Regions from separate parts of the Rattus norvegicus genome. Here region 1 is linked to region 2. Evidence: chromatin contacts called from public Hi-C data. All regions are on one chromosome and are shown on one strand. The core of a region is the stretch at or near the end of the contact, and the rest is flanking DNA. Distances in the headings are between cores, read along the strand shown. Region 1 has its middle 84 kb from the start of Usp24. Region 2 holds the start of Plpp3 (phospholipid phosphatase 3).

Region 1 (4,974 bases), core at 1,197-3,696, 1.1 Mb after region 2:
TCATTCTTGCAATAAGCCATTCCTACAGGGAGCCAGGAGGGCCACCAGGTGCTCCTGCTCTACGAAGCATTGTGTACACTCCCCTGTCTGTAGTGTGTTACTGGCACAGGTACAATTACCAACCAGACGTGGAACTGGCAAACACTACTACTTAGCCTAGGCAACAGCACCTGCCACTGCCAAGGAACAGGAAGGGGGCAAAAAGAGTACTAAGTCTACAAGTTCACATCACATGCGAAAATTGAGAAACTCTGAAACACCTTCAGGAAAAAAACACCCAACATTTATTATGCTTTATACCAAAAGGGATTATGGGTAACCAACAATCACTGTAAACGGTTATCTAAACATGGCACAAAAATTATTTCATGGAAATTTAAGTGACTAAAACTCTCTAATTTTAGGAACACATTCATCATTCTTTCTTGTATCTTCCCATCAAAAGGAATGAATGAAAGCACTCCCTTTTCTGCTACTAATAATAATAGTAATATGACAATAAGTGTGAAGATCATTACAGCACACTACACATAAACTGATGGAATCAGAGAGCAGGTTCTACCATTGCTGCTATTGGAGGTTAGGGCTTAAACAAGTTTGTTTGTTTGTTTGTTTGTTTGTCTGTTTGTTTGTTTGTTTGTTTTAATTACTGAACAAAAGCAAGGAGTATGTGTGTGGTGGGAAATGGCAAGCAGGGGGAAACTGGCTCAGAAGATGGGAGAAGGAGAGACTGAAGCCACAGGAAAGAACGCCAAGGAGTTCAGAAGAGACACAGGAAGGGGCATCTGACTGAGTCATGGGGTCAGTCTCAGTGTCACAGGGGACACAGGAACCTAGGCTCCCTGTCCTTGCTGTTCTTCAACTTTCCACTCAGCTGTGCTGTCTCCCCAGGGCTCATCTGTGTGTGTGTGTGTGTGTGTGTGTGTGTGTGTGTGTGTGTGTGTGTGTATTGGGGGGATGGTATTAAATTCTCTGCCTGATTCTTAATTAGGGTTATTCTGCAAGGCTATTAATCCTCCTGGTTCCATCACTGTGGAGAGCTAATTCTAAAGCAATTAACCAACTCTTGAAACTGAGAAATAGGACATCTTCCTTTGCCCTGGGCTGTTAGGGAAAGGGAAAGGCTGTCTTCTGGGAGAGGCTAGACACGGCCTTTGCTATGCTTGACTAAGTCACTCTTTGAAACCTCATTTGATCCTAGGATTTGATGACAGGGAAGACCATCGGCCACTATCGCAGCTGTGCCTATGCCCACAAGAGGGCAGTGGTGCATGCAGCCACAGCCATGTTCTTGCCTATGCCTCAGCCTCTAGGATCAGACTAAGAGACCCCTGAAAACTATGAGATCCTGGGCAAGACAATGAAAGAAAACACACACACACACACATACATACACACATACATACACACACACACATACACACATACATACATACACACACATACACACACACACACACACACACACACACACACACACACACGCATGCATGCTACAGATGCTGCATGGAGGTTTGTAGGTGACCCAGTCTTCCCTAGATACACTGCAGAGTAATTCAGAGTCAGTTATGCATGCCCCTTCCCCAACACAGGTTTCCTCGGAAACTCCTGGCCACCCAGACCCCAAGTGTGAGGCTGCGTAGTTGGGGCTCAGCCCTCAGTGGCTTTCCAAGCTCCTCAGGGTTAAGTTCTACATTATCATCACTACCTGTCAACACACAGGATGCAAAACAGAGAAATATGAATCTCCTATCCTGTAAGAGGCCTCATGACATTGAACAGAGTAAAAAGCAATACACACACACACACACACACACACACACACACACACACACACACAATATTGTGAGAAGACACATGGGAAATAGTATAAAAGTCAAGACCTGACAAACAGATATCCTAGTCAAATTGAGTTTAGGGAATGTTTATAAATGAGTTATAAAAGTACAGTCAGAGCCAGGAGTGACCCTGCATGTATTTAACCCCAGTGCAAGCAGGAGGCAGACAGGAGGAACCCAGCCTGGGCTACAGAGTGAGTTCCAAGACAGCCAGGGCTACATAAAGAAACCTTGTCTCTAAAACTAAATAAATAAATAAAATGAGAGAGAGAGAGAGAGAGAGAGAGAGAGAGAGAGAGAGAGAGAGAGAGAGAACAGTCAGGATGCAGAGAAGCCACAGGATCACACCTTCAGATACAGCCAAACCCCAGAAGAGGCAATGGTTGTAGAATAGGAACTGTGACCTCAAGATATACAAAAACCCATTCTCCCCAGCTCTCTGAGCACCAGAAGCCAAAGGGAAAGCAGTTACGGAGTAAATCCCCAGATCACCTTCCTAAGTCACAGAGCAAGATGGCAAAGGACAGAAAGTGGATCCACCTCACACAATAACTGTCAAACCTTTGTCCTTAACAGAAGTTGGACCAAGGCTGTTGTATGCAGATACTATTGAATGTTAGAGAGGTTTGAATAAGAATGGCCCCCAGAGGCTCATATATTTAAATGCTTGGTCACCAGGGAGTGGCACTCCTTAAGAAAGATTAGGAGATTTGGCCTTGGAAGAAGTATGTCACTGGAGGTGAGCTTTGAGGTTTCAAAAGCCCAGGCCAAACCTAGTGGTTCTCTCTCTCTGCTGACAGCAGATCCAAATGTAGAGCTCTCAGCTACTTCGCCAGCGCCATGTCTGCCTGTGTTCTGCCATGCTCCCACCATGATGACAATGAATTAACCCTAAAACTATAAGCCAGCCCTAATTCAATGCTTTCTTTTATAAGATTTGTCATGGACAATAGAACACTGACCAAGACACATGTTAAAAAATAAAAAACTTTACATTAAATAACCATGAGACTGGACTGGAGAGATAGCTCAGCAGTTAAGAAGACTGGTTGCTCCTTCAGAGGACCTGGATTCAATTCCCAGCACCCACATGACAGCTCACAACCATCTGTAACTCCCATTCCAAGGGGTCTGATGCCATCTCCTGGCCTTCAAGGACACTCTACACGTACGACACAGACATGCAGACAAAACACCCATACACACAAAATAATGAAAATGATTCTTTAATGTTTTTTAAACCTATGGGTAGAAGCCAGGTATAGTGGTACCAGCATATAATCCCAACACTTGAAAGACTAAGGCAAAAGATGGTGAGTTTAGGACTGGCCTCTGCTGAATAATGGGTTCAAGAACAGCCTAAGCTCTCTGTCTACAGTTTAGGAAATGGCTCAGTGTGATATAGCACTTTCTTGGCATGCCCAACACCCTGGGTTTGGTGCCTATCACTGCAAAAGAATTACAGATAAGCAAATAACCATGTTTATGCATGAGAAGTAGACTTCTTGCTGATTTGTACTTGGAGGAAAACCATAATAGAGTTTCAATTAGAATGAGAGTAATTTCCAGAGCTTTAACTTCTCGAGTTTGTTTCAACAGAGCAATGAACAGCTTTTCTTAGAATTAGACAGGGAGAAAAGTTTTCATTAGGTGATGAGAGGATTGATAAATTTTACATAAAAACTAGAATAATTTTAAGTATAGGGGAAGAATATGTTCCTATACAATGTCTTTTTATGTATTTCTTTTACTATTTATCTTTATTTTGAGACAGGGTCTCTCTATGTAGCCTTAATTATCCTGGAACTCTCTATGTAGATCAGGCTAGCCTGGAACTCACAGCAATTTTCCTGCTTCTACCTCTCAAGTGCTGGGATTAAAGGTGTGTGCCACCAATCCTGGCAATATCTGCCTTTTCAAAGATGTTTCCTGTGTGTGTGTGTGTGTGTGTGTGTGCGTGTGTGTGTGTGTGTGTGTGTTTGAGTGTGTGCCTGAAGGTAAGTATGTGCATGGTGTATATGTGTAGGTGTGTATGTACCTGGTTGAGTGTGTACATGTGGGTGAGTGTGTGCATGTGGGTGAGTGTGTGTGAGTGTGTGTATGTGTGTGTGCAGATGTGTGTGTGCAAGTGTGTGAGTGTGTGCAGATGTGTGTGTGCAGGTGTGTGTATGCAGGTGTGTGAGTATGTGCAAGTGTGTGAGTATGTGCAGGTGTGTGTGAGAGAGTGTGTGCAAGTCTGTGTGAGTATGTGCAGGTATGTGTGCATGTGTGTGAGTGTGTGCAGGTGTGTGTGAGTGTGTGCAAGTGTGTGAGTGTGTGCAGTTATGTGTGCATGTGTGTGAGTGTGTGCAGGTGTGTGAGTGTGTGTGTGTGAGTGTGTGTGAGTGTGTGCAGGTGTGTGTGAGTGTGTGCAGTTATGTGTGCATTGTGTGAGTGTGTGCAGGTGTGTGTGAGTGTGTGCAGGTATGTGTGCATGTGAGTGAGTATGTGCATGTGGAGTCAGAGAGCTCAACATCAAGTATATTCTATCACCATCCAAGATTTTTTTAATTAGAAAATGTTTTCATACAATATATTTTCCTGTATTCCAACTCATTACAGATAGCCACCCCCTTACCCACCTACCTTCATGTTCTCTCTCAAAATAAAACAAACAAAACCACACAGTTTGTTTAGGGTTGGCCAACTACTCTTGAGCGTGGGGCTTGCCCTGAACTGTGCTTGATATAGCCAGTGTCACTCCACCAAAGAGAACCGATCTGTCTTCTCCCATCAGTTAATCCGTGGCTTCTTGGCCAGGGTGCCACTTTGTGCCCACTTCTTCTTCCATATGCTGGGATTTTGTCCAGCTTTAATATGTGTAGGTCTTGTGGGTCTGGCATAGCCTCCATGAGTTCATACATGCGTCACCCGCGTTGTGTCTGGACTGTTGCCTTGGAGTCTCCATCCCATCTTATTTTTTTTTCAGACAGGGTCTCCCACTGAACCAGGAGCTCTCCTTTCAGATAGGCTGCCTGGCCAGAGAACACCCATCCCTCCCCTCCTGTGTCAGCCCTCACAATGCTGATGCCCGAGTTTTAGATGATTTGGGTTCTGAATTTAAGTCCTCACGCTTATGCAGCAGGCACTCTACCCA
Region 2 (5,287 bases), core at 562-3,061:
GAGTGAGTGTGACAAGAGTGGCCTAGACAGAACATTGAAGGTAAAATTAATTCTGTGCAGGAATCAAGCAGGACAAGGAGAGAGGGTGAAAGATCGGGGTGCACCAGAGGGGAAATGGTTCGCTAGTTGGGAGGAAGGCTTATAACATAGGCAGAAGGGTAGGAGGCAGGGCTGTGCAGTGAAAGGGATGCTCCAGGGGGCTGACGGTGGGATACAGAGTTACAGAATGGTTCAATAAGGCAGTCAGATTTGTACTGCGTATCCAAAAGCTAGAACTTGGAGCTGGGGAGATGGCTCAGTGACTAAGAACAATTAGTGTTCTTTCAGAGGACCCAGATTTGGTTCCCAGGATCCACACATTGGCTCCCAAACATCTGTAACTCCAGTTCCAGGATCTGACAGCCCTATGGCCTTTGTGGGTAGCACATGGTGCACAGACATACATGCAGGCAAAACACTAATCTGTACGGATTGATATAGAATAATATATACATAAGTCATCTTTTTTTTAAAAGCTAGAACCAGTTGCCTTTAATTCCAGCTCTCGAAAGGCAGAGGCAGGCAGATCTCTGTGAGTTTGAGGACAGCCTGGTCTAAAAGTGAGTTCTAAGGCAGCCAGGGCTATATAAAGATAGAGAGACCCTGTCTCAAACAAACAACAACAATGCTAGAACGGTGGAACCATTTCCATCTCGGTATTATAACGACCCTTGGAAGAAATGTGCTTTTGTACATTGTAGTACGCTCAGGCTAGATACTATTGAAGGTGTAAGGGCCTTTCAAATGTTAATTCTCTTTCTTGACCAGGGTGGGGTGAGGGTGGGGATCAACTCATATAAAAGTAATCAACATCATGAGGATCATCAGCACATTCAAGGGGAAACAGCAGATTCCTTGAAAGTCAAGGCCAAATAGGCTGGGGTATGCTGGAGGCCAGCTGGACTAGCAGAGGGGGGTGGGCTTGGCTTTGGTTTTCCAATTCAGAAATAGAAGTATTGGCCCAACTTACGAAGCTCTTCTGGTGTACAAGCTCTCTTACAGAAGCGCGTGTGAAATAATCAGTTATCTCCCCCACCATGACTGCCTGGGGAGAAATACTTCCGTGACTGCAGTCTACTCGCTGGGAAATGAAGGCACAGAGACATAGTCAGGATTCTAGAGCAGAGGTGGGTGGGTGGGACGGTGGGGAAGGGTGGGTCTGGCTCCGGAATCTTTTACACCACAGGATCTTCCGAATCTAACACAACTATCCGGTGCTGAACGTTAAAACCAAAACAACAAACCCACCTTAAATTGAAAATTGTATTTTTAGGATAATTCAACTCAAGGCTGAAATTTGTAAATAAATAAATAAATAAATAAATAAATAAATAAATAAATAAAGCAAGCAAGCAAGCAAGCAGGCAAGCAAGCATTTTAGTATTGTAGACCTCCCACCGACCCTCTCCCCACATCTAATCAAAGGCCAGCAAGAAAGTGCTTCTTTTTATTTATATGGTTTTCCCCCCCTTTTGTGATGCTTTGGAGTTTCTGAACGCTAGGGGCTCCCGGATTCTCTGGTTTGAGAGCAACTTTTTCTTTCAGGTTTTTTTTTTTTTTTTTTTGAAAGGGGGTGGGGGAAATGTGGCCTTAATTATCCTACGTTTTAGGCAGCTTAAGGAAGGGGCTGTGCTTTCAGAACCCTGTTGGAGCCAAGTAAGGAGGTCCCTCTCCTCCCCCCTCGCCTTTTAAAGGCGCTCGTGAAATATAAGCTCAGAAAACAAACCGAGCGATCACAGCGGCAGCCCGGGCGGCAGCAGCAGGAGGAGGAGCAGAAGGAGGAGGCAGAGTTGGAGTTGGGCAGACGCTGTGGAGAGCTAGCTGCAGGACGCTGCGGAGTTGCAGGGCTCCGCGCTGCTCCATTCATTAAGTAGCTGCGGAGGATCGTGGCCGGACGCCGACGCTGCCCACTCGCAAACTTCAGCACGCAGACGCACGCCAGCCCGGCGCGTCCGGGACAGCACAGTTTTGCAAAAGTTCCTGCTCGGGATTTGGCTCTCTTCCCTTTGGACTAGCGAACAGTTTGGGGTTGAGAGGAAAGCAGAGGCGCTCAGGGGGAAACCTACCCGCGTCTGCAGTTGGAGCTACTCGGCCGGGCTGTACACTCGCCGCCGCGTCCCGAGCCCGCAGATCCGCTCCTGAGCAGCGGCGGCCCGCAGCGCCCCGGGAGGCTCCCCGCAGCCAGCGCCATGCAAAGCTACAAGTACGACAAGGCGATCGTCCCTGAGAGTAAGAACGGCGGTAGCCCGGCGCTCAACAACAACCCGAGGAAAGGCGGCAGCAAGCGGGTGCTGCTCATCTGCCTCGACCTCTTCTGCCTCTTCATGGGTGAGCGCAGCCCCACCAGTCCCACCCAACCCCCCCTCCCGGCCCCCGACCCCGGGCCCTGCCGCGCTGTCAGCCCCCAGGGTCCCGCAGCCATCTCCCCCACCACCGGGCGCCGTGCTGGCCGCGAGCTCCCCGCCCTCCCGGACCCCAATTTCAATCCCGGCCTGCGATTTCAAGTTGGGGCGTGCTTGTGCTTTCGCGGTAGCTGGAACCACCTCCTTAGGGGTGACGGACTCCCAGCTGAAGATCACCCCTAAGGAGGTGTGAGCTCGAGCTCCAAGATCTGGAGGAAACCTGTGGCTCTCCGCCCTGCGTCCGCGAGTGAGACCCATCTCGGTCTCCCGGCAAGGCGGGCTCCTACCGGAGTGGCGCTGCTGGCCCCGGCTGCATGTAAACATCCACCCCTTCCGTCGCGCTGCCTTGCAGGGCCAGTCGCACTAGCTGGCCTTGTCACTCGCTACTCGCTTGGCTGAAAGCCGCAGAGGGTGGAACGTGGCTCTACCCAGGTGCTGGGCTACAAGGAGCACATCACTTGTTGAGCGCCTACTGTGTGCCGGATGATAGACCGCTTCGCGGGCATCAGTTTTAAACTAGCTCACTTGTGCCGGGAGGCCACTGAAAGAAAGGCAGTCACAGTCTTGCTTGGGGGCCACAGTTGAGCTACACTGCCTCAAAGTTGAGGCCCTAGCGTTCTGTTTATCAGAACAGATGAAAACTTCAGCTGAAAGGGGCAGCCGGAGGCACAGGAATTGGAGTGGGAAAGAGAGAAGGATTTATTGAACCAGGCTAGGGGGAAGAGAGAAGCAATTGACGTAAATCCACCATAGTTCCAGGGTTGAAGTAAAAATGGGACTTTTTCCTTTAAAGCGACTTTTGATGTAAAAGTATGCAAAACTTGTCACCAGAGCATCGCCCCGCTGCTACCAGCTGGGCGTGCCACCTAACTACCCCTTTGGCCTCAGTTTCCTCCTCAGTTGAATGAGTGGATTCAAGTAGATGGTCTGTGAGGCCCCTTCCTGCATTAAGAACTCGGATGCCGTCCAGGAGCTGTTCTGCCAGCACTGCTAACGGAAGAAACATCTGTGTTCCCAGTTCAGTTCCCCCAAAATAGAACTCCTGCACGGAGACTCCATCCCTTTGGAAGGGATTTTGTCGGGGCTGACTGTGGCTACCTGGCTTAGCTCCCCTTACTGAGGACTCTTAGGCAGTGGCCTCTTGTTCTTGCCCAACTACCCACATAGAATTTTGTGAGCCGGTGTGTTTCTTAGAATTTAAAATTAAGAATGGCTCTCTTCTGGTAGAGACCGTTGGAGGGAAGATTACAGTCTGAAAGGCTAGGGGAGGTTTTTTTTTTTTTCCGGAGCTGGGGACCGAACCCAGGGCCTTGCGCTTCCTAAGCAAGCGCTCTACCTCTGAGCTAAATCCCAACCCCTTAGGGGAGTTTTTCTATAGTTATGTAGATCCCTTTCTCCTCTCTGTTCACCCTTAGGATGCTATTCAGGGGAATTGTCACTGGGGGGCCTGCCTTCCTGGTGACAGCGGGCTTATTATCATGCACAGTGAACCAGATGAGTACTTAAGGTCTTATAATCAAGTTGTTGAATTTTTAAAAGATCCTTCCAGGTCCTGGGGTGAGGGGAGTACGGGGGAGACCACTAAATTAGTGGAAGCTGTGTGCAGCTATCTTGGCTGAGGCCTCCCAGGGTTTGAGTGTCTCCTAGGTGGGTGGGATCAGCGCTTTCTCTGATGCCTATGTTGGCAAGTCCCCCTGCCTCTTGCTTTACCGTCAGGAAGCAAAGCTGGATTTCAACAGCCATTGCTCTCCCTTCTAGACTTTCTTCTTATTGGGGGGTGGGGGGAATGTGTGCACTAAGAAATGTTGCATTCTTATTAGAAGAAAACAGTGTTAAGCAACATGCAGAGAGTAATGCCTGCTAACTATAGTGTAAGCAGGGACAGTGACACCCCAAGATGTCTTTCTGTGTGTTCAGGGTGGAATTTAGGGGTGTGGTGCATGTGCATGGGCTTCAGCTCTTTATGTGTAGCAAGTTCCTCTCTGGAGTGAGCCTTCTAAGCCAGTTGTCAAACTTCAGCATAAGCACAAGCTACAGGACAGTATTACTGATGAAATGCCTCCTAATACCTTTAATTGGAAAGACTATCTGTAAGCTTAACGTGTATCTTGAGGTGGTTATGCAACATAACTCTGCTTGGCTTCCAAAAGAAGATTTAATAATGCAACATGTGATTTTAATATTCCACACACTGCCGTCCTAAAAAAAAAAAAAAATGTTTCTACTTGGTTCAGTTTTTGCCTGAGACTGTCAGTATGATTTAATTTTTCTACAGTTTATTGATCATATGGTCTGCATTACAGGGTACTAATATATTAGGAAGAGAGACAGTTTTTGGTTTATTCTCCCATAGGAATATAGACCGAGCCTCATCTCCTAGTATCTGGAAAAACTAAAAGCTGATGTTGAGATGTGCCTGTTATGTAAGTGGAAATATTCGAGTAGTGTAACCTGCTTCACATACCTTTTGGGAATGTTAAATTCTGGGTGAAAAGCAAAAAGTCCACCCTTGTTTGACAGCCAAGAGAATCCCATATGAGAGAACACTGCTGGGAGCTTACTGGTCATCAACAGTTACCTTTCTGCACCGATTGCTTTTAAGTACAACTACAAGTCTTTGCCTAGTAGGTTTTCTGAAACCCTTTTTGCTTTGCTCTTGTTTAAGTGGGGTACCCCTTCTCACTTTCCCCTCACATTAGTTCTGGTATGTGGGGTGCCATGAGAACCACAGACAATCCTGTTGTCTTATGTTCTATTAGCTTCTTTTTTTTTTTTTAGATTTATTTATTACATATAAGTACACTGTAGCTCAGACACACCAGAAGAGGGCATCAGATCCCATTACA

Evidence for each region. A called contact is a pair of places that touch in the nucleus more often than the background predicts.
Region 1: a contact with region 2 is called in a Hi-C map of liver, with 12 times the contacts expected there. The contact joins the enhancer-like site here to the promoter of Plpp3 in region 2. A contact is called at or near these places in 10 of 12 Hi-C or Micro-C datasets (the A7r5 cell line, the Rat2 cell line, frontal cortex and 5 more) and 1 of 1 datasets of contacts at active chromatin or transcription factors (oligodendrocytes).

The regions. Positions count from the first base shown.
Region 1 is chr5:126,223,250-126,228,223 of GRCr8, forward strand. No RefSeq gene overlaps it. Among named protein-coding and RNA genes, the nearest start is that of Usp24, 84 kb to the right of the region's middle. Within about 2 kb of position 2,447, at least 1 of the 93 cell types and tissues checked has an H3K27ac peak or open chromatin away from gene starts, as enhancers often do.
Region 2 is chr5:125,154,189-125,159,475 of GRCr8, forward strand. Plpp3 (phospholipid phosphatase 3) reads left to right here and starts at 1,812. Exons shown (of 6, transcript NM_138905.2): 1 at 1,812-2,367. The coding sequence starts at 2,229.